2 separate regions of the Mus musculus genome follow, and region 1 is linked to region 2. A link is a contact called in public Hi-C data. All regions are on one chromosome and are shown on one strand. The core of a region is the stretch at or near the end of the contact, and the rest is flanking DNA. Distances in the headings are between cores, read along the strand shown. Region 1 overlaps LOC108168726. Region 2 has its middle 33 kb from the start of Cdnf.

The links. Hi-C and Micro-C count contacts between places; a contact is called where the count stands out from the background.
Region 1: a Hi-C map of the G1E-ER4 cell line shows a contact between it and region 2, with 3 times the contacts expected there. The contact joins two enhancer-like sites. A contact is called at or near these places in 1 of 15 datasets of contacts at CTCF or cohesin (large pre-B cells), 12 of 484 Hi-C or Micro-C datasets (B cells, the C10 cell line, ECoMG myeloid progenitors and 9 more) and 6 of 115 datasets of contacts at active chromatin or transcription factors (CD8 T cells, the HPC-7 cell line, Th2 cells and 3 more).

What each region holds. Positions count from the first base shown.
Region 1 is chr2:3,653,238-3,656,116 of GRCm38.p6, reverse strand. All of the region lies in intron 2 of LOC108168726, which reads right to left. Among named protein-coding and RNA genes, the nearest start is that of Fam107b, 59 kb to the left of the region's middle. Within about 2 kb of position 1,311, at least 8 of the 459 cell types and tissues checked have an H3K27ac peak or open chromatin away from gene starts, as enhancers often do. A contact at or near this core is called in the G1E-ER4 cell line, where this site is marked.
Region 2 is chr2:3,544,966-3,547,665 of GRCm38.p6, reverse strand. No RefSeq gene overlaps it. Among named protein-coding and RNA genes, the nearest start is that of Cdnf, 33 kb to the right of the region's middle. Within about 2 kb of position 1,310, at least 12 of the 459 cell types and tissues checked have an H3K27ac peak or open chromatin away from gene starts, as enhancers often do. A contact at or near this core is called in the G1E-ER4 cell line, where this site is marked.

The DNA of each region.
Region 1 (2,879 bases), core at 62-2,561, 110 kb before region 2:
AAACCAGAGTCTCAGTCTTTCTCTTCCCAGTGCATTTGTAAGCCCGATCTTACATCCTTCCCTTTATTTTCACACTGAGTACTCTGTCTAATAGATGTGATGCATCTTTGAAATTTCACCTTCCCACGGAGAATCTGACTTCATTTTTCCCTTCTTTTTAAAAGTTATGTGCATGCAAGCATGTGAGGGGCGTATTTGTGTGAAGTGAGTGTGCTTGCCCATGTTGTGAGGGATTGGGGGGGGGCAGTGCAAGCTAGAGGTTGACATCAGTAGGTCTGCATTGACAACTTGTCTACTTCATTTTTTTGAGATGGAGTCTTGCAGAGAACTTAGAACTGGCCATTTCAGCTGGGCTGGATGACCAACCAGCCCATGAGATATGCTTGGCTCAGCTTCCAACTGACACTTGCTGGCATGCTGGCCGTTGGTGTAGGTGTGGGCATTCAAACTCAGGTCCTCAAGCTTGCACAGCAAACACTTTGCTCACTGAGCTCAATCTCCCTTGGCTCTGGCTTCATCTTTGAACCGATGCAGTCTGCAGTGGTTTGAATGGCTTTGACTCCCACAGACTCTTGTGTCCGTGTCCGTGTCCGTGTCCGTGTCCGTGTGTGTGTGTGTGTGTGTGTATGTGTATGTGTGTGTGTGGTACTTGGCCCACGGGGAGTGGCAGTATTAGGAGGTGTGGCCTTGTTGAAGTAGGTGTGGCCTTGTTGGAGAAAGTGCGTCACTGTGGGAGCAGGCTTTGAGTCCTCATATGTTTGTGCTACTTGCCCTACTGTGGCACATGGTCCCCTTCTGCAGCCTGCAGATGAAGATGTAAAACCCTCGGCTCCTCAAGCTCCATGTCTGCATCAATGTTGCCATACTTCCTGCCATGGTGACAATGGAATATTCCTCTGAAACTCTAAGCAGAGCCCCAGTTAAATGTTTTCTTTTGTAAGAGTTTTCATGGTCATGGTGTTCCTTCATAGCGATGAAACCCTAACTAAGACACAGTCCACTGCTCTCAGGAAGCACACAGCCTAATGGAGCCTTTGGTGTGTTTGTCCGTGAATTTTGGTATTCCTGTGCTGGGGTAAAGAAAGGTATGGCCACGTGACAGAATTACCTCCAACAGTGTCTCCCCTACTCACCCTCCATTCCACCCACCCTTCTTTGCCTATGTGCTGATATTAAAAATAGCTTCCATAGGTTTTCATTCTCTGGGTAATTTTGAAATTTAAAATCCCACTGTAGTAATGGCTGTGTGCCTGACAGCCCACCCTTTGCTGTTCAAAAAGCTAGGAGCCAAACACTGAGGAGGAGGAGGTGATATGTGGTTGTGCTTCAGAAATAAGGCACCAGCAAAAGACTCTGTTCCAGGCAAGCTTGGTGAACCAGTGAGTTTAGTTGGAATTGCTTACAGAAGCAGGGGAATGGGGATTCACAAAAGCATGGTCAGCATATGGGCAATGATAGGAAACCTAAGTAAGAGTCTACCCACCTTGCTAAGTGTTGTGGAGGGGCATCATGTGCCCTCCATCCTTCAACAAGGGGATGTATTTATTTATTAATTTTTAAGCCAGCCTATGTGTTTCATTGCGGCATCTCCATACACGTGGCTCATTATGCTTTGTTCTCTTTGTTCTCCTTTGTCCCTGCCCTCTGTTGCCTTTCGCCTTAGGCTCTCTGCCTTTCTCTGGCTTGTTTCTTTCTTCTCGAAGACACTCTCCGCTTCCAGGTTAACATGGCATGGACTCAATTACCCTCTCTTTCCCTTTCTTCCTTAAGAGTTTCTCCTCTCGTGGTCTCCTTTCTACTCTGAGGAGCATATATGTTCCCACAAGAGAGGGTCTTGTGAGAAGACTACACCACACTGATGTGCTCCCAGCTGCTCTAGTTTCAAGATGTTGATGATCATGTGGTGGCTAAGTATACTGGGAGAAAGACCAGCAAAGAGGAAGGGGCATAAGAAGAGCTGGCTGGAGGTAAGAGTAATCAGTTATCTACCTGCAAGCCCCGCTCCATGTTCCCCTTGCTGAAAGGGAGCAGCAGTGGATAGCACTGAGCAATGCATCTCTGAGAAACAGATATTATATAAGGGGACACCTGTGTGCTAGCTAGATGTCCATGGAAGCTCAGGGAAATGACACCTGCTTCTAGGTAGGCACTGGGGTTCTGTCTACTACAGTCAAGAAACCCTTCAAGTGAGCATAAGCACTGTTGAAAACAGAGAACAATGACAGTAATTAGGATTAAACACACACACACACACACACACACACACACAGAACTGCCATTGCTTCCCAGGCGGCCCCTACACATATAGACTATAGATCTCAAGGCCAGATATAGTAACAGACACCTAAGGATTAGGTCATCAGTCCAAGAAAAGGTCTGATCTCCAAGTAGATATCACTGTGAGTAATATCGATTAAAGTAATTGGTTTTCACGTTATTAATGCCCCGGCTAATAATGTATATCTCTTGACAAACGAATTCTATATCCATCTTTGTAGCCTGCTTCATATATCATGTTCTCTGAGAAAAAATCCTGAATACCCCAGTTGGTCATGTCATCCCTTGAGAGTTCCAGTTGTCCTCTACTCTTGAGCATGTGTGCATGTGCTCATGTATGTGCACACATGTGCAAGCATGTGCATTTTTTTGTGTGTGTATAGGAGTGCCTGAAGGCACACACGTGCCAATCAGAAGACAACCTGGAGTTGTAAGCCCTCAGATACCATCCACTTTGATATTTTTGCTGTTGTTTTGACTTTTCTTTGTTTCATGTGCATGTATGTGTGGTGTGCATGTGTATGCATACATGTTCTCATGTGTATGAACACATATGTGGAGGTCCTAGGTTAGTACTGGGGATCTTCCTGTCTTGTTCTTCT
Region 2 (2,700 bases), core at 61-2,560:
GAGCAGGGTACAAAGAGAGAGACAGAAAGCTGGAACTCTGGAAGCAGGCTGCTGACTGACTGGCTGCTTACTGGTCAACTGCTGCCCCCTCATTGCTCAAGCCAAACAAGGAACCAGATAAAGGAATCCAGTAGGTACAGCCCGCAAAGGTCAGCTTCCTGAGATGCACAGTGGAGCAAGAGTCACATAAAACTGTTCCAGAGGGGCAAACAGCATGTATGACTGCCTACATTATGGCAAGATGGCAAATTTTAATTTCTGTCACATAGGGGAAAATGAACTGATGAAACTCATCATTGTCCTGGTAGGCTGTTATTTCACCTTAGGCAGGAGCATCTTAAAATCATGCAATTTTAAGAAACTGAAACCATATAATCAATCTCTCAGGTTTTGGCATGTGCCGCACATTCAGAGAGAATGGGCTTTGTGTGTCTTATTCATTTATGCAAGAAATTGGCTGGTGCTGTATTAAGGATATTCACAAAAAAAAAAAAAAAAAAAAAAAAAAAAAAAAAAAGATATTCACAACTGCACCTGAGGATGGAGCTCAGGGAGAGGGCTTGACCAGAATGCATGAGATCCTAGGTTCAGTTCCCAGTAGTGCCAAAAGAAAAAAAAAAAGTAAGAAAAAATTTGTCAGCAACTAAGCTAAAACAGTTTTTTATGTTTATTCACAGTGAACCAGAAGATGAAAATATTGTTTTGTTATATCTGTTCTCCTTATCCTTTATCTGATAAGATGTTTCTTTGTCTGCATTGTCCTGTACTCCCTGATAATTCAGAGAGGAGAAAATCTGTAGAGATGTCTAAAGCAACTGAGACTGCACCTGCTGCTTCTACAGAGTAAGAAACTAAACCTGGGAAAACCAGCTGGCCCGCTCGACAGACCGCCACCTGCTGGTGGCTATGTACTATGCGCTGTTCCTTGGATTTGGTGATGTGTTCAAACATGCAGGGGGCTAAAAGTCAGAGACCTTGTGTTCTAGTGTCAGCTCTGTCACCAAATGACAAAATGTCCTTGAGCAAACTGTGTTGCTCTCTTGGCTTCTGTGTCTTCAGAGGAAAAGCAAAAAATCTAAAGCTGTATCTTTACTATCAGACATGTCTAAAAGCTTTTCTAGTATCAATGAGTTCCAATATTTCATTAACTTAATGAAATGATTTCATTTTAAACATGCATCCCTCAATTGTTGTGTGTGTGTGTGTGTGTGTGTGTGTGTGTGTGTGTGTGTGTGTGTGTAAGTTGTGGAATGCTAGTGTATATACAAATTATCAGTTGTTTAACGAGTGACTCAGAATGGCCAGCAGTCCATGCTGTGTGTGTCAGATCACTGAAGGACAGCTCATAAGGGGCAGTTCTTAGCGGTTCCATGAGCTTCCCTCTATGAAGGCTTAGGGAGATTCTAAGTCACCCTTAGAACACATTGTAACTAATCAGTCAGTCTCACTAAAACTACTTTCTTATCACCTTCAACAGCTGGGCTCAGAATGATGACAGAAACCTCCCTGTGTGTTTCCCTTCCTTTATCTAAATTAGTTATAACCAGAGATTACTCTGAGATCTTCAAGACTCACATAGCAAGAAGCTAACAGGCCACAAGAGGATGTACCCCACACCTATTAGATTCCTCTTAGTTCCTCTTCACTGTCTCCCAAACCCCTTCATCACCATCTTCCTGAAAGTAGATGTTCCCATCTGTGCATTGGGAAGGTTATTATACCAACTTAATAACATCGCTTATCTAGGTTATGGTAGCAAAGGAGTCAACACAAGACAAAATGCTTACCTAAGGGGATGCATCAATGGCTTTAGGCTAGGTAATGCATGGGCTCAGATGCTTGTATACTTTAGAAGCAGTGTCACTGAGAACACTGGGAAAACTTCTTCTATAGCCCCTGAAGCATTTAGCTTCCTAAACTACGTGGCATTTATTCTGAGTCCTAAGATATGCATAGGAATGAATTATACAGAAACAGAGGGACACATGGAGATGGGAAGGGACATTCTATGTAGAAGTAGAAGTACACAGTGAAATCTAGAAGCCAAAGAAAGTGCAGTTCCCTTAAGACATACCAGTCCTTCATATGGCTAAAAGGTATAGAGGTGAGAGGTTGCATCCTGGCTGTAAGCCTCAGGGGAGGGGAAAGTGGTCCTTCTCTGCCACACTAAAAAGATGAGCTTCATCCTGAAGGCTCTTGGGATGCACTGGAGAAATAAAGCAGCCTAAATACTAGAAGATATTGTGAAGGCCAAGGCCAACATTGTATGAATAAAGAGTGGCCAGTCTGAACATCTGGTTCCACTAGACAGATCAGCTTAGAATGGGTGAATATCCAAGCACTTCTCCCTGAGATTCTGTTTTCTCTAGATACTCTCCAGTCAGCCATTTACATAGAATTCATCAAAGCTCACACTTCAACAAGTAAAACACTCCAAAATTTCTAAAAGTAACATGATAGTGTTAGAAGAAGAAAAAAATAAGAGGAAGAGAAAGAGAAGAGGAAGGGGAAGGGGAAGAAGAAGACAGTATATGGCTTCTTGTTGAGACTTTAAAATATCTACATAGTTAAAATATACATTCTATATCATATATAGGCACATATACTTAAATAAGGTAGCATTGCCTCCAAGTGTGGGAGTCTGGGAATACAGATAGTATTCAAGATATTTTGCTGTGAGGTAGCGACATGGGGCCATGG